Linked DNA regions of Mus musculus: regions 1, 2, 4, 5, 6 and 7 are each linked to region 3. A link is a contact called in public ChIA-PET, Hi-C, HiChIP or PLAC-seq and promoter capture Hi-C data. All regions are on one chromosome and are shown on one strand. Each heading gives the region's core, a stretch centred on a gene start, on an enhancer-like site or on the middle of the called end of the contact. The rest is flanking DNA. Distances are from core to core; before and after follow the strand shown.

What was found. Promoter capture Hi-C pulls out the DNA fragments that hold promoters and counts their contacts. Hi-C and Micro-C count contacts between places; a contact is called where the count stands out from the background. ChIA-PET counts read pairs in DNA pulled down with a chosen protein or histone mark. HiChIP or PLAC-seq counts read pairs in DNA pulled down with a chosen protein or histone mark.
Region 1: a contact with region 3 is called in a FOXA1 HiChIP or PLAC-seq map of pancreatic cancer cells. The contact joins the enhancer-like site here to the promoter of Nhlrc3 in region 3. A contact is called at or near these places in 1 of 39 promoter capture datasets (the C10 cell line) and 4 of 115 datasets of contacts at active chromatin or transcription factors (astrocytes, large pre-B cells, microglia and 1 more).
Region 2: a contact with region 3 is called in a Hi-C map of muscle stem cells, with 5 times the contacts expected there. The contact joins the enhancer-like site here to the promoter of Nhlrc3 in region 3. A contact is called at or near these places in 1 of 39 promoter capture datasets (pre-B cells), 1 of 484 Hi-C or Micro-C datasets (muscle stem cells) and 2 of 115 datasets of contacts at active chromatin or transcription factors (bone marrow-derived macrophages and large pre-B cells).
Region 4: an H3K4me3 HiChIP or PLAC-seq map of bone marrow-derived macrophages shows a contact between it and region 3, with 3 times the contacts expected there. The contact joins the enhancer-like site here to the promoter of Nhlrc3 in region 3. A contact is called at or near these places in 2 of 39 promoter capture datasets (the C10 cell line and hippocampal neurons), 3 of 115 datasets of contacts at active chromatin or transcription factors (bone marrow-derived macrophages, large pre-B cells and pro-B cells) and 2 of 9 other capture datasets (adipose tissue and pancreatic islet).
Region 5: an RNA polymerase II ChIA-PET map of memory CD8 T cells shows a contact between it and region 3, with 7 read pairs. The contact joins the enhancer-like site here to the promoter of Nhlrc3 in region 3. A contact is called at or near these places in 7 of 39 promoter capture datasets (the 3T3-L1 cell line, the C10 cell line, cranial neural crest and 2 more), 1 of 15 datasets of contacts at CTCF or cohesin (large pre-B cells), 3 of 484 Hi-C or Micro-C datasets (cranial neural crest, embryonic limb bud and pre-B cells), 10 of 115 datasets of contacts at active chromatin or transcription factors (bone marrow-derived dendritic cells, double positive thymocytes, embryonic forebrain and 6 more) and 1 of 9 other capture datasets (embryonic stem cells).
Region 6: a contact with region 3 is called in a promoter capture Hi-C map of the C10 cell line, with 4 times the contacts expected there. The contact joins the enhancer-like site here to the promoter of Nhlrc3 in region 3. A contact is called at or near these places in 3 of 39 promoter capture datasets (the C10 cell line, hippocampal neurons and pre-B cells), 1 of 484 Hi-C or Micro-C datasets (pre-B cells) and 3 of 115 datasets of contacts at active chromatin or transcription factors (bone marrow-derived dendritic cells, embryonic forebrain and large pre-B cells).
Region 7: a Hi-C map of pre-B cells shows a contact between it and region 3, with 4 times the contacts expected there. The contact joins the enhancer-like site here to the promoter of Nhlrc3 in region 3. A contact is called at or near these places in 5 of 39 promoter capture datasets (the C10 cell line, embryonic stem cells, hippocampal neurons and 1 more), 1 of 484 Hi-C or Micro-C datasets (pre-B cells), 4 of 115 datasets of contacts at active chromatin or transcription factors (bone marrow-derived dendritic cells, epiblast stem cells, hepatocytes and 1 more) and 2 of 9 other capture datasets (adipose tissue and embryonic stem cells).

What each region holds. Positions count from the first base shown.
Region 1 is chr3:52,628,644-52,631,766 of GRCm38.p6, forward strand. No RefSeq gene overlaps it. Among named protein-coding and RNA genes, the nearest start is that of Gm30235, 20 kb to the right of the region's middle. Within about 2 kb of position 1,793, at least 64 of the 459 cell types and tissues checked have an H3K27ac peak or open chromatin away from gene starts, as enhancers often do. A contact at or near this core is called in pancreatic cancer cells, where this site is marked.
Region 2 is chr3:52,599,971-52,603,545 of GRCm38.p6, forward strand. No RefSeq gene overlaps it. Among named protein-coding and RNA genes, the nearest start is that of Gm40047, 22 kb to the left of the region's middle. Within about 2 kb of position 1,526, at least 54 of the 459 cell types and tissues checked have an H3K27ac peak or open chromatin away from gene starts, as enhancers often do. A contact at or near this core is called in muscle stem cells, where this site is marked.
Region 3 is chr3:53,461,555-53,465,121 of GRCm38.p6, forward strand. Nhlrc3 (NHL repeat containing 3) reads right to left here and starts at 1,704. Exons shown (of 7, transcript NM_172501.2): 1 at 1,506-1,704; 2 at 758-910; 3 at 78-225. The coding sequence starts at 1,589. It overlaps Proser1 (proline and serine rich 1), which reads left to right and starts at 2,241. Exons shown (of 13, transcript NM_173382.2): 1 at 2,241-2,765. The coding sequence starts at 2,721.
Region 4 is chr3:52,553,945-52,557,530 of GRCm38.p6, forward strand. No RefSeq gene overlaps it. Among named protein-coding and RNA genes, the nearest start is that of Gm40047, 24 kb to the right of the region's middle. Within about 2 kb of position 1,272, at least 115 of the 459 cell types and tissues checked have an H3K27ac peak or open chromatin away from gene starts, as enhancers often do. A contact at or near this core is called in bone marrow-derived macrophages and pro-B cells, where this site is marked.
Region 5 is chr3:52,838,424-52,841,850 of GRCm38.p6, forward strand. No RefSeq gene overlaps it. Among named protein-coding and RNA genes, the nearest start is that of Gm30292, 42 kb to the left of the region's middle. Within about 2 kb of position 1,943, at least 56 of the 459 cell types and tissues checked have an H3K27ac peak or open chromatin away from gene starts, as enhancers often do. A contact at or near this core is called in memory CD8 T cells, where this site is marked.
Region 6 is chr3:52,753,835-52,757,057 of GRCm38.p6, forward strand. All of the region lies in intron 1 of Gm2447 (predicted gene 2447), which reads left to right. Among named protein-coding and RNA genes, the nearest start is that of Gm2447, 16 kb to the left of the region's middle. Within about 2 kb of position 1,332, at least 37 of the 459 cell types and tissues checked have an H3K27ac peak or open chromatin away from gene starts, as enhancers often do.
Region 7 is chr3:52,922,651-52,925,841 of GRCm38.p6, forward strand. It overlaps Gm20750 (predicted gene, 20750), which reads right to left. Exons shown (of 5, transcript NR_040555.1): 2 at 1,941-2,044. Among named protein-coding and RNA genes, the nearest start is that of Gm20750, 3.4 kb to the right of the region's middle. Within about 2 kb of position 1,456, at least 29 of the 459 cell types and tissues checked have an H3K27ac peak or open chromatin away from gene starts, as enhancers often do. A contact at or near this core is called in pre-B cells and pro-B cells, where this site is marked.

The DNA of each region.
Region 1 (3,123 bases), core at 543-3,042, 830 kb before region 3:
AATTTATGATAGATGAAAAGCATTCATTCTAGGTCAGATCCAAGGATGAAGCCACAGGTGTCAGCCCATGACAAAGCAAGGCCATGTGAAACTTTTGCTTTGAACTTATAATGAGCTTACAGAATGGAATACTGCTTTGAGCTTAATATCTATCAACCTCCTTCTGTAACTCCCTTCTTACGTAACAATTTAGCGATGAGGTAATTCTCTAAGGAAGGTTTGTCTAAGAAGATATAAGAAGGCCAGGGAGAAGTAACAGAGTGGGGCAACTGGAGCTCCTTCCCACCCACCAAGTGTAGATCTGTAAACGTCTGTCTTTCCATACACACACATGTAGGTGTATGTGCATAGATCTAAGTATGCACCAACACTTGTGGAGCTGATAAGACAGGTGGTTGGGTATGACCGATGTGTGTGTGTGTCTATGCGTTTATGGGTGTATCTGTGCATGTGCACATGCATGTGTAAAATATTTTAATTCTTTTCCTTTCTTTTCTCTCTGGTTCATGAAGAGTTAATAAATTCCAAGCCTCTTCTCCTGACTGTAAGAGGTTAGAGAGAGAGAGAGAGAGAGAGAGAGAGAGAGAGAGAGAATGTGAGTCTCTCTCTCTCTGTGTATGTGTGTGTGTGTGTGTGTGTGTGTGTGTAAGAGAGAGAGAAGAAATCAGAGCTTATTAAAGCACAAATAGAGAGCTACAGAGAAAGAAACTAGCACTTACCAGCACAGAGCAGTAAGAAAGAGTTAAGTGTCCATAGGCCATCAGCTTCTGGCCCCCCAGAGTAGTAAGAGAGATTAACAAGGCCATAGGTCATCAGTCTTTGGCCTTCGTCCAACTCTGTGTCCCACCTCAGTACTTGTGATTCCAGGAAGGTCCCCAGTAGTTCTAGGAATTAGGTAAGATGCAAGAAATGGCTCTTTCCCTGGGAAATGCGTAACCCAATGGGCAAAGGCAAACAAATTCAAATATATATTCACTCTGCAGTTTGGAGAGAAATGGTGGATTAATGCATTTCGAGTCCACTGTGAAGCAATAACCAAGACAGCTCACGGCATACCAAGAATGAAGAACAACATTCACCTTTTATTGAGCACTTACCATGCCCTGCTTTTTGTCTGAGATATATTACACAACTTTATCATAACAATCCTCTGAGACAAGGACGGGGACTTTGGTTGTTGAAAGATTTTGTGCAAAGCTGCCCAATTAATAACCAGAAGAACCGAAATATCATGCCTATGGCCATGCTAACAACTATACCGTGCTGTCTTCCTGGAAAGGAAATCTATCACTCACCGAACTCCTTCTCATGTGGGGCTCAGTCAGTTAAATGCTCTTCATATTTCCACGACAACCAGAATGCAGGAAGGAGGAGCTGTGACTACTCACTGGCCACACATACCTGTCTGGATCCCACCTCTCCATCAATTAGCCAGAACCTGAATAGTGAGCAGGTCTAGGCTTACACATTGGCTCATGCCACTAGCCATAACTCCCTAGTCAGTTTATCCAGTGTTCCTCATGCAGAGAACAGTTTGTCCTCAGTGTCATCATCTGCCCCCATTAATAGCTAATGTCGCCAAGGTGGCCATTGTATTCATTCGGCAGTATGACTAACGGTTGCAGTATACATTTCCACAATCCTCCGTTGTGGAATACAAACAAGATCCTTCTGAGGGGTTAAGGTGGGTGCTTAGAAAAAGCAGCTGGCTGTTAGAACAGGAACCGGGGTTCCTCAGCACCCTCACATTCCATATACCAGCCCTCTGAGTCACCCAGCACACACCCTTCTTCACTTCCTCTCCTAAAAACAGTTGCACTTTGTGCCACAAGAACCATGTCTACTCCAGTATTGACCATACTTAATGGTGGTCCTGGACATGTTGATATGAAGAAGGATTAAATATGACAGAGCCCTAATTAGACAGTCTCTATGTTATAAATTGCTTTTTGTTGTCAATTGCAGATTTATTTTTCCTTTCTTTTTTTTCTTTTCCTTTTTCTTTAATTTGTTTGTTTTATTTGGTCTACCAAAACCAGGAAGTCAAAGCCATAATTGCTCTTCCTGCGAATCAAGATAAAAAAATCCCTCTTCTGATCTCCTATTGCTACTCAGGGCCCCTTGTTCCAAGTTCCTATGCTGGGCCCCATGACATCATGTAGGCAGAAATGGGAGAAGAGAGGCTTCTCCTGATGGTTAGAGAGAGCTGAGCCTCTCGGGGCCCTAAAAGGTAGCAGACATGATAAAGTGCAGTGGCATTGTGTGAACTTCACTCGAGGGCATCATAACTCAGAGGTCTGAGGTTCTGACCTTCAGGTGATGCTACGCCTGCCTTAGTGCTTCTCACAGTGGAGCAGCAGCCCTAGGCCTGCTGGGAACTGAGTGAGAAAGGTGTTTCTAAGTGTGGGATCGAGGATGGGTGTCTTTTAGCACCTTGTGCTGAGTCAGAAGCGCATGTTCAATTGTTCTGTAGATTGCTCAGCCTCTCTAATTCACCTGACTCACAGGTTAGTAACTTAGTAATTGATGAGGTAGTCTTTAGTTTTTACCAGTGAGTCACAAGTGTGTGTGGGGGGGCTGATAGCAGTTCAAGTTGTTTCATGATGTCACTGGGATGTAAGGATGCTTCTCTGACTCTTCAAGAGGCAGTCGCTTGCCAGCCAAGGTCATTCTGCATCCATCTGTTAGAGACAGGCTGGTGTCACTTCTGGAGCCCCCATATACCTGGTTCCCCACAGGGGAGAGGGAGGATAAATGAGGTTGTATGTGTAAAATGTTTGACAACTTGGGCAGAAACCTCCAGGTAGAGGAGGTTTCCTACCACGATCCCATCCCCTCAAATAGTCTTTCTACCACTCCTCATGGACACTGAAAACCCCCTGCCCTGGCAGCTGTGCCAAAACCTGCCTTGTAGCCTGCTCATTCATAGTCCATCACTGTCTACCGGGAAGCCATGTTCATTCCAGTCTCAGTGGTCCTTTGGGGGCATTGCTGTTTTCCTGGTGCACATGTTAGACTCTCTCCCCCTCCTTTTCTCTTTAGTACTACACCTTCAGCACCAGATCTCCTCGCCATGGCCCACTCTCCCACTCTGAGCCAGTTCCTGTGGGTGACTCATGAAGG
Region 2 (3,575 bases), core at 276-2,775, 860 kb before region 3:
TTTTCCTGGAGTTAAATAAAACAGTGTCTCTGGGCAGCAACAAGTATAAATGGGTGGTCTCCAGTTATCTGAGTGACCTTAACCACGGGTCGTGAGTGCTCGGGCTGAACTAGTTTTCCTTGGGGGGTTGGGGGTGGACCGGGGAGAGGTAGATGTAACTAATAGATTCTGTGTTCCAGCCAGCATTGGAGGGGCCTCCTCCCAAAGAGGAGTCTAGTTCATACAGATTGGTAAAGGGCCCAGATATTGGAGCTTTTTTTTCAGAGCCTCCAAGTTATTCTGGTGGACAGCCAAGGACATGTCCCCAGGTAGCTGGCCAAGTCCTTAAGGAAAGCTTCTTCTGTCTCCTAAGACCTCCTCATGTAAGCACCCACATGGCATAGACACGTGCGCCTAGTGACTACCCACGCTGTTTGCATGGTGGCTTTGCTCTTGTCATGGAACTCAAGTGGGATTCTGTGGCCTGAGATAGCAGCTCTAAGGCCACACCTCAACAGAGCATCTACAAAACTCTGGATTTCACAGGTGGAAAAATGTAAATATGGAAAAGACGAGCTTTTTAAAACCAAGGAAAGGAAGAAAAAAAAAAAGCTGTGTCTACAGAATGGCTTTTCCAGGAGCCTGACCCGTCTGTGGTACTTTGTGTGCTCAGAGGTAACCTGGAGTTAGGAAACGTTCTAAAGGCCAGCAGGATCCGCCTCAGTTTGGCTGAGAAAGTGCAATCACTGGCTGCCTGAGATATTACGCAGGGATTTGAATGCTGGGTACAAGTGCAACATGGAAATTATTTCAACAGTCAGTCTGAGTGTCAAGTGTCCTGCTGGGCCTCCGGGATCGGATACTCCTGTGGGCGAATGGAGCAGCGAACAGCGGCTGGAGCTCCATGAAGCCCCATTGCAGGGAGATAACTCGGTGGCCAGTCAAATTTGCCCCAGGGTTTTGGAGCTGGCCTTTCTGCTACATGCAAAGCCAGGACGCGTTTCTTGTCAGATGATTCAGCTGTAAGAACGTGCGTGTGTGGTCAAGCTGTCCGGATGGAGTCAAGCCTGCTTGTGTTCCCTTTTGATCCCTACCTTCTCTTACTTCTGCTCCTGAACTGCTGAACCCGGGGAAGAGCTGTTTGCCGTTCCGTGGCAGAATGACATCAGCAGGGAGGCAGTTCCTGGGCCAAGGGAGCCAAGTCCTCAGACACCATCTCGGAAGTAGGACAAGTACATTTTGTTTCTCCAATTCAACCCAGAGAACTGCCTGGTCCCCGAGGCCCGTGCCAAATGTGTTTGCGCAACCTCGGCAGCGGTGCCCAAAATGCGGCGCAAGACTCGGCCAGAGGTTTCGTTTCGTTGTGGAATGAATACTCACAGATGGTAGGGCTAGCGTTGTTGGTGGCCCTGGCTATGTGAATTGCAGGCTCAAACCTCCGCAAAGGTTAGGGTCCTAGAAGGCATGGTACTCGATCTCTGGCTAGGCCTATCATAACCCATTGCCTCAGTACTTAGCCTAGCCAAGGCACACAGAGCATTGAGGTAAAGCTGGCCAGGGCACTGTGCCATCGTATTTTGGCTAGGAGCATGTTCCTGGGCGCGGGTGGGGAGTTGGGAAGGAGAAAAGCTACCAATTTGGCTGTTGCTCCCGAACATTTGCTCTGCATTCTTGAATGCTCTTGGTTAAAGTCCTTATACCCCAGGCAATGGGGCAAGAATGCACACACACTACACATGTGAATGCATGCATACACAGAGAGACCCAAAACATCTTAGTAGATAAAAACCAGCTGTTTTGTGTGTGCCTATATATGCGTATTTTTCTTAGGAGAAATCAAGGACTATGAAAATGTGTTCACATGTAAATGACCAGTATTTGAAGGCTAATGTTGGTATCTTTCAAAGTCTAACGTAATAATAAACTTGTATGTTTTGTAGGGCTTTATAGGTCACAGTACATTCCACATGTCTCATTCATCTGATGGGCCTAACCACGATGTAGCGCATGTGTTAGCTTCTTCTCCAGTTCTACATTTAAGGGAAGCAGGGAAGTACTTTGCTCAAGACTGCATATCAATCAAGTCTCAGGATCAGACTAAGAACAGAGGCCAACCCCATCCAATCTCCTTACCCTGCCGGCCCCTAATCTTTATAGTAAAATGACCAAAGGGAAACAGTCCTGAAATCTACTCATCTATTTGTAGGACTGGATGACATGGCTCAGTCCCTCCCAGAGCAGTCACGAGACCAACAGCAACACCTGCTTCATTTGGGACTAAAACAAAACAAACAAACAAACAAACAAACAAATCCAACGAGTTCCAAGTCCACCCCTGACCATTCGAGTCATCATCTGCACTTTGATAGCATCATGCATATGATGAGCCAAGTTTGGGACAATAGGAAGGATTGAGCTAGGGTTATACTCTCCTTCCTGGCACACTTGGGAGCTCCTGATGTTTAAATCACATAATCGAAGGAACAAAAGAAGAGGAAGAAGGAGGAGGGGAAGAAAAAGAAAAGGAGGTGGAGGAGCAGGAGGAGGAGGAGCTGCTGCAGCTCATGGTAGGATCTTATACTCGCCGTTCTAAGAGCTAGATATAGGAGATCATGCCTCTAAAACTCTCCAGGTAGCAGCTCTGCAGTCAGGGCTGAAAATGGTTAGAGTAGACCAGGTGCTTTCCACCTTTGCTGAATCTGTGAGCCGGATCCACGGGAAACAGCCTAACCATGCATCACCCACCCCATTCCTGGTGGGTTTGTCAGGATTCATAGAACATTTTGCTGTATTGAATCTAAACTTCCCTATCGCTTGGAGATCTTATCCGATAAGCACCCGCGGGTGGCCATTCCCTGTGGGTAACTATTCCAAGTAAATTGGAGTCCCTTTCTTTTCTTGGGAAAAGAATCAAAGTGTCAAGAGCGAAGTTGCCAGCGGCCATATCTATCTGAAGAGATGCACGCAGCTTTGCGGTGTGTTAGGAGTGTTGCAACGCATTAGAATCCTCCTGGTGAGGAGAAATTTCTGGCTCAGATCATTTGCAATTGAGACAAAGCTTTTTTTGGGGGGGGGTGCCTCAGGATGAATAGGATGGCCAGTCCCTCTGCACATGGCACCTAGAGCATCAACAAGAAGAGTCCACAGGAATGACCCGGCCACCTGGTGAGGCACTGGTGGAGAGCTCTGAGGACGTATTGTGCTTATTGCACCTCTTCTGATTTTTTTTTTAAGATGGAAAACCCCAAACAACCTCTACACTGTCCTGCATCCAGATCACAATGTCAGATTTGCAACCACGCTTACTCTGCTGTGGAGCCATCTGTTTGAGCCATCAAGACAAAATTCATCAGGGAATGCTTATGTCTAGGTCAAGACAGGACAGCTGTGTGGTGCAGGCCACAGACCCAGCCCACGCAGGAGCTTGTAACTCTAGATGTCCCATATCCAGGGGGACCCACTTAGTTGCTAGGTTTGCAAAGCAGTCCAGAAACAGATGAGGATTTCGTGTGGAGCCCTGCCCTAGCACTGATAGGCAAGCCTGGGCGCCTGTGTTGTCATCTGACAGCTATGCCTGTCAGGCCTTGCCCTGGACA
Region 3 (3,567 bases), core at 454-2,953:
AAAGTGTATAAGCAAGAACATGGGCAAAGATGTGACTCTATCTAGGAAGGCAATTTAATAGATAGTACTACACATACCGCTTCCTACGTCCGTGATCCAGACGGACTGTTCAAATGGTGTGCCGGAGACAAACATACCATGGGGTGTGTCAACTGTATAATTCCAGGCTCGTAGGAAATAGCCATCCTCTGAGAACACTAATACCTTGGGGATGTTATCCCCTCTCTGAAGGCACACAAAAACAACTGCTTAGAATCACTCAATAGGAACGCTAATCTTTACTTTTGTCAGAGAAATCAAAATGAAAGTATAATAAGAAATTTAGAAGTGTGTAAAAAAAAAGCACTAACTTCAAAACTTAATAATTTCTAATGCATACAAATCTAAAATGTGCACTTGAAGCCAACTCAAAATTAAATTGCATAGTTAGCATACTATAAATGCAGCAGGCTATCTAGGTGGGAAACACTTCTTTCCTTTCTGTTCATCTTCTTTTTTTCCTTTTTGTCATGCTCAGATTGACTGTTCTTTTATTATTCCTGTCTGTTGTGATCAAACTGAATGTATATAATTAAAATTAAAAAAAAATCTCTAGTTGAAGAGATGGCTGAGCAGATGAAAGTGTTTGCTAAGCAAGACTGACACTCAGAGTTCAATCCTGGAAACCACTGGTAGTTGATAACCGCATTAACACTCTGGTCTCTCTTGACCTCACAGGCTCACATATTAAAAAAAAAAAAAAATGCATTCTACTTACTTGGGCTACGTAAACTAACCCGTTGAGGGAATCAACTGCAACACAAAATGTTGCACCAGTGAAGTATTCCGAATTCTTGGGCCAACCCAAATCCAGCCGGAAAAGAGGGTCCTCCATTCTCCAGGAAACGTGAAAAGAAAATGTCCTTGAAACCTCAAATAAAATCAAAATACTCAGATTCAGTTCGACAACCAGAAGGTAGCCGGAAATAAGATTGTATATCTAAAGATCAAAACAACCATAAGAAAAGTCTAATGATGACTTAAGAGTGTAGTAAGAGCTGGGGAAAATCCAGTGTGTGTGTGTGTGTGTGTGTGTGTGTGTGTGTGACTTAAGAGTGTAGTAAGAGCTGGGGAAAATCCAGTGTGTGTGTGTGTGTGTGTGTGTGTGTGTGTGTGTGTGTGTGATGTTTACTTATTTTTATTTAGACTTGTGTGCATGAGCTCGGGTGAGTTTATGTGCACCATGTGCCCACAAAGGCCAGAAGAGGGCATCAGGCTCCCTGGAACTGGAGTTACAGTGAGAGAGTGAGCCTTCAAGTTGGTGCTGGGAATCGAACCTGAGTCCTCTGAAAAAGCTGCTCGAGCTCCCAACCTCCGCGCCACCTCCCCAGCCCCACGTGCATTCTTTTTACACTAAATGAGAGGACGAGTCGTCAGCTGCTGAGCCCCAGGGGAGCAGGTTTGGGACCCCAGGGGCTGTACCCCTCGGTGGCACCCACACCCACAGCCTTCTGCCTGCTATTTACCAGCGAGCCACAGAAGCGCGAATGCAAAACCAGACAGGAAAGGAAGAAGGCGGCGCCCGCCAGGCAGACCCAGGCTCTCGCCATCGCGAGGGTCTGGGAGGCGAAAGTCAGCGAGGCCTGAAGCCGGCTCTAGGGCAGAGGCAGACTAAAGCACCGGGAAACTCGACCGGAGAACCGCCGAAGACTAATTCCGGGTGTCCTGCTCCTTGCTCCGCCCCGAGTCAGGCGCCCAGCGAGTGACCCTGGTCCCCACGCCGAGGTGCTCCTGGCCACTAGGATGGCGGCGTCCGCAGATCTTCCTGACCTACTTACTCTTCGCTCCTTTAAACTCACTTTCAAGAAGCAAAACAGAGCACCGAGAAACTGAAGAGTTAGGGGATCGTGACACTAAAACAATGACTACCACGCTCCGAAAAGGACTTTAGTCACGTCTGCTCCACAAGCATTCAGGCTTCTGCCGTGGACGCCTATATTCCCACACTAGGACCCCGCCCCCCCCCCCCGACGCCCCAAACTAATCATTTGTGCAAAAGCGACTTAAGGTGGCGGTGCACCATTGCGTCTTGTGGGCGCGACACGCTCTATCAAAGGTCCCCTGGAGCTGGTGGGGCATTTAGGGGAGCACCCGCTGGGCGCCTGGCCGTATGAGCGCTGAGGTGCTCGAGAGCCTCCCTTCGCAAGGCTCTGGCCCCCTTCGTCCGGCTCCTAGTGCGCCCCGGCCGCCCGCCCGCTCCCGGAAGCTACGAAAGCCCGTAACAAAGGACCTGCGGGGGCCGCCGGTTGCCGGAGCTGCGGGACCCCGGGATCGGGCGGATCGGCGGGTCTGAGCGCCCGCGGGGCCACGTGTCCCGGATCACGGCGGTGAGCGGAGCGTGGCTCGGCGGCCTTCCCCGGAGCACCCGGCTGTCGGCACCCTCCGGAGCCCTGATTTCTGCAAACGCACAAGCCCGCTCTGCTCTGAGCAGCTGAAGCTTTGTGTGAAGAAGCTACTGAAGTCTGATTTTTATTTAAAAAAACAAACAAACAACAACAAAAAAAAACCCAACTTTTTCCAAGTTTTCGTTCTGGGATTTTTTGTTTTGTTTTGGTGCAGTTTGCAATACTCTACCTCCTCGCCTCCTTTCTCCTCCTGGTGTATTATCCACGAGACGAACCTGGGATGAGCGTTTTGTAATTGCAAGAACTGTGAGACGTCACGACGGAATAGTACTCAAGATGGACAAAAAGTCCTTTGAGACGGTGCTGGATGAAATTCGAAAGGTAATTGACCTTGTTCCCTGAAATTCGTCTGAGATAATAATGGTCGTGAGTTACTTTCTTTGAGGTGTTGTGTGTAGTCAGCAGAGGAACTTGAACTTTCCTGTGTAACGTAAGAACTTGCATCTTGGTCCGTTGCACCGCTTAAATAGAAGATAAACCACCTCACTGCTAAACTTGGGAAGTCATTGTGGTACGGGAATTACGTTTGTACTACCTACAGCCCCGGAGCCAACTGTAAATCCGTAATAACTGAGCTTTTGGTTGACTGACATTTATTCAATGTTAACATGGTTCGGTAACAGGAGTGACTAGGCACTGGAAGGGATGCCGAGAAAGTTCTTTTCCAGATCTCTTCCCCTGCCTTTGCTCTCCTTCCATCTTTTTGACACTGTTTATATTTCCTATTTCCTGGAAGGAACCAGGCAGCAAAAAAAAAAAAAAAAAAAAAAAAAAAAATTTGGAATGTAAGGTTGAGGCTAAAAGTATCTCTTACATAAAAAATAGCAGGTTGCCTGTTTGACAGAAAGGGCAGTGCTGTGACCTCACAGCATCTCACAGCTTGCATCTGTTCGGCATCTCAAACGGTGCCCCTGACTGGCACTGCAAAAATTGGCGCCAGATCTAGAGGTTTTTGTTTTTGTTTTTTTGTTTGTTTGTTTGTTTTTTGAGACAGGGTTTCTCTGTATAGCCCTGGCTGTCCTGGAGCTCACTTTGTAGACCAGGTTGGCCTCGGACTCAGAAATCCGCCTGCCTCTGCCTCCCGAGTGCTGGGAATAAAGGCGGGCGCCACCACGACCAGCGG
Region 4 (3,586 bases), core at 22-2,521, 910 kb before region 3:
GTCATTGAAGAGCATCCTGAGACTAGGTTAAATAAATTATGCTGCCATTCCCATCCCTCCATCCATTCATCCCTCCCTCCATCCCTCAATCTCTCCCTCCAGGTATCCCTCCCTCCCTCAATCCATTCCTTTTCTACATGCCCAATATTTATTGAATATCTTCATTGACTGGGATTAGGACTGATTATACTAATTAGTGGGAGTTTAAGCTTCAAATCTCAAGGATACAGAGAAAAGAAACATTGCAATAGCAAGAGAGGTGTGGAAATGTACCCAGATCTGATAGTAAGCAAAGGGACCCCCACTTCCTGGAAGTGATGTCTACATGAAGATCTGAAGATGAGCAGAGGGAAAAGGAGAAGGATTCAGTTCACTAGAGGAGGGGATAATGGCAGTGCAGTTGCTCAACGTAAGAGTCAGATCAGAAAGGCTGCGTTACTTGGAGACATGAAGCAGAAGGCAGTATGGCTGAGTCTGAGGGAGCCATGTCCTAGATGTGAGGGTGGGCTAATGGTAGACAGTATATGATGGGCTGTTACTGGTTGGGAGGTAAAGATTTGGCAATCACTGGAATAGCACATTTACTCAATGGGCAGATCTGCAGGGATCCTCAAAACTGGTTAAGGAAAGCCAGCAGTGAGCCAGAAGATATAGCAATGAAGCTGCCAAAGGAATGTAAAGATCCAAGAGCAAGGGCATCACTGCCAGTGGAAATGGGGCTGAAAAACAAAAGCATAATGGAAAAAGTGCCTACTCAGCAACTTTGGCAAGGTCATTGACCTCCCTGAAATCAGAGGCTTCCTGGTAGTCCAAGTGTAGGAGAGGCATGATAGTAAGATAGACCTTGACCTAGAACTGAAGACGTTTTGTATGGGAGCCCATTTGAAGATGGAAGCAAAGACAGCCTATTTAAATTTGGTAAACTGGGGGGCCAAGGCATTCCATTATGGGTGGGTTGGTTAGGGTTCTAATGAGAGTGATGGAATGTGTGGCCCACTCAGATGTGATGTGGTGGCAGCGGTTGCCCTTTAGACTAGACTGTGAGAGTAGAATCCTGCCTCTTCCACTTTCTGGCTGTGACCTTCAGCAAGTATTGAACCTCCTCTCTAAGCCTTGGTGTCTTCCTCTGCAGGACATTTCCCCTACACGACATACCCCTGTCCATCTTTGTTTTCTTGATTATATTCACCACATGGAAAGCCTACTGCATAGACCAGCAGCAGGGCACATCTACAGGAAACCCAGCTCGTCTGGGGTGTGACTCAGGAAACCACAGCTATGTGTCTCCGGGAAAGCCCAGCCTCCCTTTCTCTGAAGGCAGAGCTGTGGTTTGGGGACAGTCAGCTGAGCTGCAGGAACATTGCACTCAACGTCTGAGATTCTTCAGTTGTGAGCACCACTACGGTATCTGATGTGCTGTGAAGAGTGTGGAGGAAGAGCCAGGCAGTGGTGCCGCATGCCTTTAATCCCAGCACTTGGGAGGCAGAGGCAGGCAAGGCCAGCCTGGACTACAGAGTGAGCTCCAGGATAGCCAGGGCTACAAACCCTCTTTTAAACCCTGCTCCCCAAAAAAGAGTGTGGAGGGAAGAAAAGCAATTCCTCACTTTCCAAAGCAGATACCATCTTCTTTCCTTTGCTACCTACCTCTCTCCAGTGGGCGTGGCTGTGTTCCAGTGCACTTTTTCCTCATTAGAATTTGTTAAGCTAAATTTGGACCAAGGTGAGCCTTGAAGCAGGGATCTGAGTCATAACTGAAATGGGAATCTAGCTGAAAACTTCATGTAAAACTAATCACTAGCTGAACCTCGACCACGTACAAAATGGCAACTCTGTCAGTTGCAGGTGGCTTACTCTTCAAACTTTGTTCCAATATGGCAAATGTCAGGCTATAACTGGCCACAGTGAGGGCAGACAGGTAATAAACCTATTGAACAAATAAGAGAGTTAAACCTCTGTAGAAAACATTTTTTTCTCAATAGATTTGTATAAAATTCAACTTCATAGAATAATGTATCTTTCAGTATACTTTTAAGCCAATAGCTATACATGAGAAATGTATGTTTTTGATTGAAAATCTCAATACAATATTTAAACAAAAAGACAGAAATAATCTTGAATTACATTTATATACAATAATATGATGTTTGAGTTGGGCAGAATTCTGAAAAGAAAGTTCCACTCGCACATGGACTGTGTGCCCTGCTTGGTGTTAGGCTAAGAGAAGAGCCACACACAACAGACGTGTCCTTGTGGGAGATTAGGAAGCCATGCTGGAGGCATCTTACATTCTAACATCACAGATATTATTTATATACAAATATGCAGGCCACTCATTGTAATGTTCCTTTTTAGAAGGTTGACCAGAAGGATTGGATTGATGTTGAACTACATTCTAACTTTTTCCCAGACTCAAAGCAATCAGGCTCTTGTTTATGGAGATTTTTATGCAGATGGATTGCTTTTAACATCTGTCCCTGATGGTAAGAATGCCAGAAGGTGAGAAGAGCTACAGAACTCTGGACTGTCCTTGAATGTCACGCTCACAGAGCCTGAAGAGACTCTGGTCTCCACCTCTTTATCCCAAGGATGGCACATTCCTTTTGTAGGGGAGATTAGCATGAAAAGGCTGCTCCAGCCAGAGACATTCAGGAGGGCACTTGCGCTCTACCTTGATGACCGCTGCTTCTTGCAAAATAACTTGGACAAGGAGTGGAAAGTGACCCCCCATTAAGATTAGGTTTAGTCTTTTTTTTTTTTTTTTTTTTTTTTTTTTGACAGATGAGGTGGCCAAAGTCTGTGAGTTGTGTTGTCTTTCTTTCTCTCTTTCTTTCTTTCTTTCTTTCTTTCTTTCTTTCTTTCTTTCTTTCTTTCTTTCTTTCTTTCTCTCTCTCTCTCTCTCTCTCTCTCTCTCTCTCCCTTCCTTCCTTCCTTCCTTCCTTCCTTCCTTCCTTCCTTCCTTCCTTCCTTCCTTCCTTCCCCTCCTCCTCCTCCTCCTCCTCCTCCTCCTCCTCCTTCTTCTTCTTCCTTGAATGGTTGAATGGTAGCTATGGAATTGTAGGAAGTGACCCACAAAGGATTTCCTTTGGTCATTGTTGTTTTTCTCCCAGGTTTTTTTTCCCTCCATGTGTTTGGTACTGAACAAGAATCCTTGTCTTTGAGTTCAGAGATGCAGAGTTTAAAAGGCCAGGGCAGGATAGAGGTCACAGCTTTGCTTTCTTCCATGCACAGCCTGTCTCTTTAAATATTGGGAAGGTACAGAGTTCTACCTCCCCCCCCCACCCTTCTTCATTCTTGGACATCTGAGTGGACAGTGCTTTTCTAGGATCTGGACAAGGGACGTTTTATGGAGCAACCACCACTTAGGCTTCATACTTGCAGGGTGCTCTGACTCACGGAGTCACACCCTTTTTTCAAAGCTGTCTCACCCCCAGCGACAGCTTTTGCAACCTCATGGGCCCAGGGTCTGGCTGACTGTAGGAAGTGTTCTCAGAGGTCTCCAGGAGACAGAACCCACAGGAGGTACCAAGCTATGAAAATCTTTGCTCTTTGAGGAGGTGGTTCACAGGATGATGGAGGCCTGCAAGTC
Region 5 (3,427 bases), core at 693-3,192, 620 kb before region 3:
CGTGCAGTGGTCACTGATTTTATTCTCTATCCATCCCTGCACTGGCTGGCTGTTCCTCCAGTGTCTCCTTTCCCTCTCTTGGGTGGCTCAGCCTCTAGCATTCTAACTGGGTCGGGCTTGGGGAAGTCTTCCTGGTTCAACCCCACAGTAATATTTGTTCTCCAAGCAGTCCATAAATTCCCCTGCACACTCCCAGAGCAGGGGTCACCAGCCCTGTCAAAGTGGTGTTTCACAAGTCAAGGCCAGCTACTGAAATTCCTTGAGAAAAGAGGACAGATTCCCCTTTCTATACTGAAAGGGGACTTTCTGGAGTGACAGTGGTGACTTTGCAAGAGTTTTGATGTAGGAAGCATGGCCTAATAGAGTAAGTAAAAGCAATGAGAGTGATGCTCTTAGAGCCTGCCCCTGGAAATGGATTTCCTGAGAGGAATGAGAGTCAGGAGAAAGTGAACAAACTTTAAACTGCTCAAGGAACAAGAGGCAAGCAGAAATCCTGGCCCTGTGTACGCTTTACACATACAGAGCACACCCTATGTATGATATGAAAATAGTATCTGAAAGCAAGGCAGCATGGACTATGTCCTGCATTAAACGGATTCACTGTGAGGCAGGAGAAGTCTTATCCCAGCCAGGAGCACACAGTCATGGGACTGGTCCTGACAGGAACGTAGACCCAGCTATGTACAGATGAACTGATTGATGATGGGGGTGGGGCTAAGAAAGAACAGCTTCTAATATCAGATTTGAATAAGATCCTGGTCTGAACAGCTTTAAGGCATCTGTGTGCACATGATCAACGGGGTCCGTGGTCACAAAACTCTTGCAGAAACGGAGGTAGAATCATTTTGAGCCTGTGGAAGCAGTCTACATCCCTGCAGGCTAGCCTAGCTCCTGAGACATTCTGTCATGGCATCCATCCTCCCTCCAGCATCCAGGACTTCTGCGCGCTAATTGGGTTTAAGGAAAACCTGTAATCCCAGTGTTCTGGCAGCTGGGACAGAAAGACTGAAAGCTTAAGGGCAGCCTGGGCTACAGAGTGAGTGATACATTGTCTCAAAAATAAAATCATAAAATAGCTCAAAATAAAATCAATAGAAGTATTTCTGTTTAAAGTACTGAATATTTAAATACTGACTATAAGAATGGACAGCACTCTTGTCTGAAGCTGTAGTCATCAGATGGCTCCCGGAAAAGCATCAACGACCCCCGAGACTTCTGTGTATACCCTGTGGGCAACTCATTTTTATCAGAATCTTTCTTCTCCTTCCTGTGTTGCCAGAACCTTTTGGACATGGGTTCTGGACCAGGAAAGACTATAGTCAGTAGAAATGCACTTGTTGCACCCTGAAGCTTCTCTGGGTCCATCCAACTCTTGGACCTGGGGACTTCCCAAGACTTTGCCCTAGGCTGCTGGAGAGTCTCATCTGTCTTCTCTGCTTGGCTGTACACTCACTGATGGCTAATGGGAGCAGGCTGTAGCGTGGGAAAGGCGAAGAGGGTTGCTACAGTGTTGCGGAGACTCAACGCTAGGCAGACTCTAGCTACCTTTGACAGCGACAGGCTGTTGAAGAGCAAGCGCTGCCTGCAGAGAGCTGGACTGTGGTTTGCTACTGTGGACACTGACTTCATTTGTTCTTATTTCTTGTTCTCAAGACAGCCTATGAATGCAGACTTGCCTGGAATTTTGAAGTGCATAGATTATTAAGGTAGGGAAGAGAAAATGTGGGTGTTAGAGGGGGACCACACCCAGGCAGCTGCCTAGGATACAGGCTCTGTAGTGTATTCTAGAAGTCCCTGGCAGAGCTCGGCCTCCAACAGAATTCTCCTCTGCCCTGAGACCGCCCATCTTCTCCTTCCAGGTTGTCTCAGCAGAACTCACCGTCTTGGCTGGCCTCTTCAGCCCTGGTTCATCTTCTCATCTGTCAGGGACCCACCTGTGGCTTTAATGTGGGCCTGCCTGAGCCCCACCCTCCTACACCCTGTGGTTATCGGTCCTCCACCCTGATCTTATCATCTGCAGGAAATCAAAACACCATGTGTGTGAGCATAAAATTCTGTCATTTATTTGTGTTGCAGACTTCAGGAAGAGGAGAGAAAGAGAAAAAAAAAAAATCACAGTTCACTTTTCATTAAAAAAAAGGGGAGGGGGGTCACAACGTTTAATTCTTAGTGACCTAAAGTCAGCTAAAGTCAGCTTCACTAACGACCAGGAAATGCCTGACCCTCGGGTCCTCACTGTTGTCATGAACTCCAAACGTTTTAAAAATGGAAATTAAAAAAAAAAAAAGTAATTACCTCTTAGCGTGTTAAAAAGTTAAGTTGAATTGCCCATTACCATGGAGATGGCTTCCTGTTTACCACACTGGTCGCCCAGCTGTTGAAGACCAGCCACCCAGCCAATGAAAAGACAGCTTTTAGCTTCCCTTATTCCATTAGTGCTTCAAATAGTGAGTCAATACAACCTGTAATTTACTAGTCGGTAAAATTTGATAAATTGTGTTTTCATATATATTAGTGGTTTTACGTTTAACAAAGTCCATCATATGGAATTACCACTATGGTTAAAAACATTATTTTATATTTTGAGAGGTAGGGGCTTCCCTGTGCTTAAAATGCCTACCCTGTGCCTTTTAAAATTCTGGTATAGCATTCTGGTACTTCAGACAGCCTCCTGCAATAAGGAATTGTCCTCTTTCCTCTTCACTGGTCAAGAAAGCTGCACTATTACCCAATACTGATACATAATATCCTTTATAACAAAATCAAGACTCTGGCTACCAATCCCCAAAGACCCTAGGATTCTAAAGTACACTATTTTGTGTCTGATAATAAATAAAAATTATTTGAAAATTGAGAAGTTTTTATTTTTCTTCCCGGCCTGCATGTAAAAATATTATCAAGCTACCTAATGAGTCCAAGGAGATGGGACCACAGATTTCAGTAACTAAATCATTTGAAGAAGAGAGGTATGGGGACTTGGGTGGAAGTGCCATGCACCTGGGAATGTGGCGATATTCGATACAAAGTATGGCGATAAAGAAGAGAGTAAAGTGTGTAAGCAGGAGGAAGCCAGCTCCCAGCAGTTTGTTGGAAAGCTTCAAAAGAGCCCTCCTGTGAAACAGTCGGCAGCTAACCACAGCTCTGGGAGGCTTCTCCTCACCTTGGAAGAAGCTCAAAGCTTCCCTAATGAGCCCTCAGGTCTCCACAGTTTCCTGCCCAGACCTTTTGGGTCTGGTCTTTTTGTCCCTTTCCTGCTACCTCCCTGTCCTTCTCAGAGGCCTTTGTGCAGCACCAATGGCTTTGGAATATAACTATCTATGCCACTGAAAATGGTGGCATCTTGAGGCAGAATGTGCTGTGCACTTAAACTTTATCTTAAGCAATTTAGGTATCTGCGGTAATGTTCGAATGGGATAAGCATATCTTA
Region 6 (3,223 bases), core at 82-2,581, 710 kb before region 3:
CTAGAGAGGCTCCTTCAAGCTTTTTGAGCAAACTGCACTGTTAGCACTAAAGGTAGGTGTGAGTGTGCAAGCGTGTATGTGAGCGTGTGTGTGTGTGTGTGTGTGTGTGTGTGTGTGTGTGCTGCACCCTACCCCACAACATATTGCTCTGATTATAAAGAGCTACTGTATTTTTTGCTTTGGGAACCAAACTAACTACCTACTATCTTAGGATATGAACTTTTATTTCCATGGGATATTTACTCCAAATGATCATTTGTTTAACCCACTGAACTACACAGATCACAAGAAGGTAGTATTCATGGTTAACATCTTGCTGGGAACAATACTAAGAAAATATGTTTTCTAAGAGTGAGTGTATAAAACAGGTAGAAAAATAGAAGCAAATTACCTTAAGTAAAAATGGTGAGAGGGGGGTGGAGGCAGCATCTAGGTTTAGGTGAGAGACATAATTCTAACTGCACAAGGCAGACCAATGTTGAATTCCGTGATCACTATTTTATAAGCAAATGGCAATAAAAAGGAGAAAGGGAGGAGGAGGAAGGAGGAGCACGGTACAGTGGCATGAGGCACCATTCTGCATTGTTAAGGTTCTAAACCCCAAATTTCCAAAAGGAGGAATTTCAGTGTCACTTGCTCCCCAGCCCATGGCGATAAACCTCCAGAGTGCATGTCACAGCCCCAAGTGACCCTGGTTGTGTCAGCAGCTCCACTGGGTGTATGACCTTTGGCACAAATAAAATGTATTTACTCATGCCTGAATTCCAGTGACAAGTCCCCTTAGATAAAGCTCCACTAGGGGCCACCTGCCCTCAATGACCTGCAAGGCTTTCAGGACCAGCTTTCGTGCTCTGCGCACCTCCTACCGAGGGCTGCCTCACTGGAAAGACTTGACTTCCAGCACACAGGGAGGGAGGTGGGACTCTGACTTCTACAGTCCATTTGGCTTTGCTTCCCTTTGAAGCCATTATTGAGAAGCTTTCCGAGCACGGATCTGCAAACACAGACACCAAGGAATCCTGGGCCCAGAGTTCAAACAAAAGTGTAAGGACAAGTGAGGTGAACGGTATTGAGATCCCACGTAGACCTCTCCTATTCAAAGCAGTCCTTCCTTGTCCTCACCCTTTGGAGAACGTTTGAAATGATGGAAGTTGTATTTGAGCCTCCACTCTGAATGCTTCTGCAGGGTAGAGGTTCCTCCGCGGAGCTTGTGAGGGTTAACTGAAGCAACAACCTCTTTTATGTCTTTACAAGTAGTCTGTTCTCCATTTTACACATGAAGAAGCAGAACAACAAGAGTTTAAGTCACGTGGGAAGTAATACAGCTGTGAAGTGTCCATCCGAGACATCGGGTCAGAGCAGGTCAGGAAATACCCACTAAATCAGATTAGCTGCACACTGCTGTGGGCTTGTCTCTCTCAGAAATCTGTGAGGAAACAGTCCTGGTACTCCCTAGCATTATCATGTTCTCTGTCAGGTTCATGGGGTGTCTGTAGTTTGTTCCTGTAAAGCAGGGTAGGCCACTGTTTATCTGCCCCGGGATCTTTACAATCCAAAACTGATAGCACAGTTTATACCAGGGTGATGGAGAATACGTCCAGGAGAACAGGCTTTATAAACACCCAGTCAATACCGAGCAAAGGACAGGTGCTGTTTGCAAGACCCTGAAGACTGCACTCTTTAGGCAGAGGGTCAGAACACTAGGCATGCCATGTTCCAGTGAGGGTCCAGTGTCCTGACGGCAGGGCTGGAGCTAAGTCACCAAGCCAAGGATTACACCCAAATTGGTTATTTTGGGGCAAATGGGGCAGATTCTAGACACTCGCTACATACAGTATCAGCTGATGTTGCTTTGTACAAAAATGTAGTTAGATGTATCCTTTGGATTGCATTTTTCCTTTACAAGGAAATGATGTCAGATTCTGCTAAAATAAAGCAATGGCTGCTCTGCCTTTATTGTGCACATTCCAACGCAGACCTATTTATCCATCTTTACACTCTTTAGCCTTTGTGCTTGATCCCTGGAACCACGAGGAACAGGAGGCTGAGAGTATTGGTAGTAGTATTGTTGTATCTAACAAGACAACAGGCATAATAAGTCTGTAGTGAACAATGAACTACGGTTAACAGAGATTTGAGCGTTCACCATGGGACAGTCAGTGAGCTGTGTGTACTTCTTCAGTAGACTCCAACATGCCTGTGATGTATGTGTGAGTATCACCCACAAGCCAAGTGAACTCTGCCAGGCTACTGAAGCACTTTAGGTCCAGCTTCGTCCTCTGTTTTAGGAGCTGGGAGGTAGCTGTAATAACTGGGTTAAGGCATACAGTAATTGCAAAGACTGCCTGGGTTAATACCTGGGTGGCATTTGGAACAGTGCCGGCATTCATAAATGCCCAATAAACACTGGCTAGTTTGTGTATTTATCTTAAGATAACCTCTCAAGTCATTTGAGGGATCAAGATTGGAACTCAAACTGCCTGACTTCAGATCCTGTGTCTCTGTGCACAATTTGAAAGCGTAATCAAATAAGTGAGGAAATAGCCGGGAGTCACGTGGCTATATAGTGGCAGGTTTCAGGTCCCTGTCACTCAAGCCTACAATTTCACTGTCCAGTCTGAACTTCCTGTGTGCATTAGCTGTCCAGTACTCCGACAAAATCCCCTGATTAATGAACTCAGAGTGAAGGAGGGTTTGTTTTCATTTTGTCTCACAGTTATGGAGATTTCAGACTGTGACCAATTGGCTCCGATGGTTTGGAGCTGTGGTAAGGAGGGTGTGGTAGAATAAACTATTTACCCCATGGCTGGACTGAAAAAGCACAAGAAGGGCAATCGCGAGTGGTCAGAAGTGGTTCCCACCTTTTAAAGATTCCACTACCTCCCAAGAGCACCATGGGTCACTTTGCTAAGCCGTAGACATCCTCCGTGCCCAGGTCTGCACCTCTATAGGAAGAGGCGGAAATGTACCCTGCACGTGGTTCCCACCTCTTCCCTCCTCTTCAGACCACACCTTCTTCCCTGCTGGGAAGCTTCTGATGATGCCCTTTTACAGTTTGGTCAGAGCCAGTTATGATGGGCACTCAGTCCCAGCACTCAGGAGACAGGGGCAAGCCGAGGGTCTCTGACTCTGAGGCCAGCCAACCTGGTTTAAGTTCCAGGACAGGCAAAGGAGTCTACTCAGAGAAACCCTGCCTCAAAAAACCTAAACCCAATGCAACCGA
Region 7 (3,191 bases), core at 206-2,705, 540 kb before region 3:
TCAACAGAGGCAAAGCCAAGTGTACGCGTGAGACTCTGACCTATTAACTGTTGTTACGGTAACAGCTCACTTTATACCTCTGTCCTTTGGGCAACCAATACATACAAAGCCCGGTAGTGCTCCTTGTTGTCATGTATAACAACCTGTTAAAGGGCAAGTCTGAGTGGGAGTTTCTGAGAACATTGCCTGTGCGTGTGTCTTTAAAACAATTCTCAACTTTAACCTGGTCTACCTTATTTCAGCTATGAAGCTCAGAAGCAGATCTATGCTAGATGCACATAATCTGACTTTCGGCCCCGTTCTAGATTTAAAAAAATGAGTCACAGACTATAATTCTTAAGAGGCAAATCGTTACCAGTATAACTTGGTATCCTATTAGGGAGAATAAAATTCTTCAATCAGATCTTGAGTTACTATGTTTCAAACAAACTCTTCCTGGCAGAGTCCTAGCAAAATCAATAAATAATAAAGAAAGAAAGTAACTCTGGGGCTGGAGAGATGGCTCAGCACTTGAGAGCACTGACTGCTCTTCTAGAGGTCCTGAGTTCAATTCCCAGCAACCACATGGTGGCTCACAAACATCTGCAATGGGGTCTGATGTCCTCTTCTTGTGTGTTTGAAGAGAGCAATGGTGTACTCATATACATAAAATAAATAAAAATTTAAAAAATCTTAAAAAAAAAAAGTAACTATGCACTCACAGTGTACGTGTTGTCCTAGTTAGTTTTACCATTGCTGGGATGAAACTCACCAAAAACAACTTGGGGGATCAAGGGGTTTATTTGGCCCATAGTTATCCCATCGTCAAGGGAAACCAGGGAGGGAACTCAAGAAAGGAACCCGGGAGAGGAAGCGAGGCAGCATGGAGGAGCTCTGCATGGTGGCTTGCGTCCCGTGTGTTTTATACTGCACGGGACAACCCACAGTGGTCTAGACCCTCCTACATTAATGAGAAATCACAAACCACACCCGCTCAGACAGTCCATAGGCCAATCTGATGGGGGCAATTCCGTGTTGAGGTTCCCTCTTCCCAGGTGGGTCATGCTTGCAACCACCTGCCAGATGCATGCTGACGCATCCTAGAGTAGCATCTTAAAGGCTACCCACGCTAGGAAACAAGGCAGCAAAGGTGAAATAACTAGGAAATTTATTCATGGGTGATGTCATCTCAATTTTGAGATCACACTTTTATCTTATTTTAATTCACCGTTCTAAAGCCCATGGCCACTAGGACATTTGTTAAAAACTGAAAGACCACTAATACTCAAGAGTCTAAAACTGCATCAATATGTATTTATAGCTTTTAGTTTCTCTTTCTGTTTGGGTGATATATGCAGTATATAATCTTATTGAAGTAATAAGTAGATATTATTTCCGTCTTCAACAGCGAAGTTCCCCATTTTGTCTTCTGTTCTTTAGCATTAGTTTCTGTTCCCTCTCAGAATAAAGAAAGTCTTTCTTTCACAGCTTCCAATGCTTACAAGAGACCTGGGGCTGCTGGGTTCTACAAGTAGCCACATCTGGGGAGCCAGAGCTCTCATTCCCAGTTCCCATTGATTCTGTGATTTAACAAAAACATCATGGGGCCAGCAAGATGACTCAGCTGGTAAAGCCACCTGCATCCAAGCCTGACAATTCAGGATCAACCCTCAGGACCTACAGGTTCCTGAAAGTTGTAGTCTCCAAAAGCACCCTGGTGCATACAGCACCACCCCCTACACACACACACACACCACTGCTGCCCATGAATAATATTGCAGAGAGAGAGAGAGAGAGAGAGAGAGAGAGAGAGAGAGAGAGAGAGAGAGAGAGAAATTGTGTCAGAATTAGAAGAATCAGACCGGTGAAACCCATCCCCCCATCTTCCACCACATATTAAAGAACTAGAAACTTTGTATGTAGGAAATCTTTTTGGAGTGTAACCGTGGTTGATTAATTACCTTTGTCGTGAATCTCTTTTCTGAGCATTCGCTCTGTAACCTGGGATACTCTTCACATTTGCATCTGAAACAGGCCAGTAGTCGGACATCTTATCCATTTGTTTCTAGTGAAAGAAGGGTACAATAATTGCAACCACAGAAAACAACCATGAAGCCACAAAATGAATTCAACAAGGCCTTGAATTCTGCAGTAAGGAGGAAAAACAGCAAGGGAGTCTACAGCAGGGCCCTAACTATTTATATAAACCATTCAACTCTTTTAACAGGATTAGAGACCAGAGACAATACAACAAATCTGCTGGGTTTGATTGACAGGACTCTCTGGGTGCCTATTAGGCAGTTTCCTGAGACTTGAAGTATTTCAGGTTTAAAATTTTGTAGCAAAACAACGTTTCTAAGTTTCCATGATGGGAAGATGACTTTTAATGGGAGGGAAAAAAAAGTCTCAAAGCTGGAGAGCCTATTTGTATACCCAGTTTGAGAAAAACCAAAACACGGTAACTTTCCAGAAGAAAATTGAAAACAGAGTTTGTACCTCCTCTGTGTGCTTTAGTAACCGCGGCCTGGTGTGGGAGTCTGGGTATTATTCAGCATGTCCACACTTAGTGTCTGTGCCTTGGGACTTTAGCTACTACCTGATTTTCAGTTATACTGTTTCTTCTTGAGTCATTCCTTGGCCATGGAGTCCTTTTATGAAGTCACAATAAATACAAATTTGCCTAGTAGTCTTTACAAATTGTTAAAACAACAGGACTTGGACAGATGCTCAGCCATTTGCTGATCCGGGATAGGTTTCCAGCATCCACATAGCAGCTCCGAAGCATCTGAGCTGTCTAGTCCCAGGGCACCGGCTCCCTCTTCTGGTCTTTCTGGGTACTGCACACAGACATATAGACAAACATACATATAAAATAAAAATAAATAATAAAAGTTGTAACTATTGTAAGAATGGGATTTACAGATATAATGGATCTGTCTTCTGTGGTCAACACTATCACTGGGATATTTTGGAAATTTTAATATATGTCAGAAGGAAAATGAAAAGAAAGTGGTAGAAAGCAGGAAAAATGGGAAGAAAGCTGAATTGGGGGACTTGGGGGAAGGAAGTCTGAAAAAAGAAAAGTAAAAAAGAGTGACTAGGGGAGTGAAGAAGCAGGAGGGAGGAGAAGGGGAAGGAAGAGTGGACCGGAGGGACCGAAGTGGAACCTTTTACCCTTTCCAGAGACGGAGACTTTGATCATCTGAAGACAG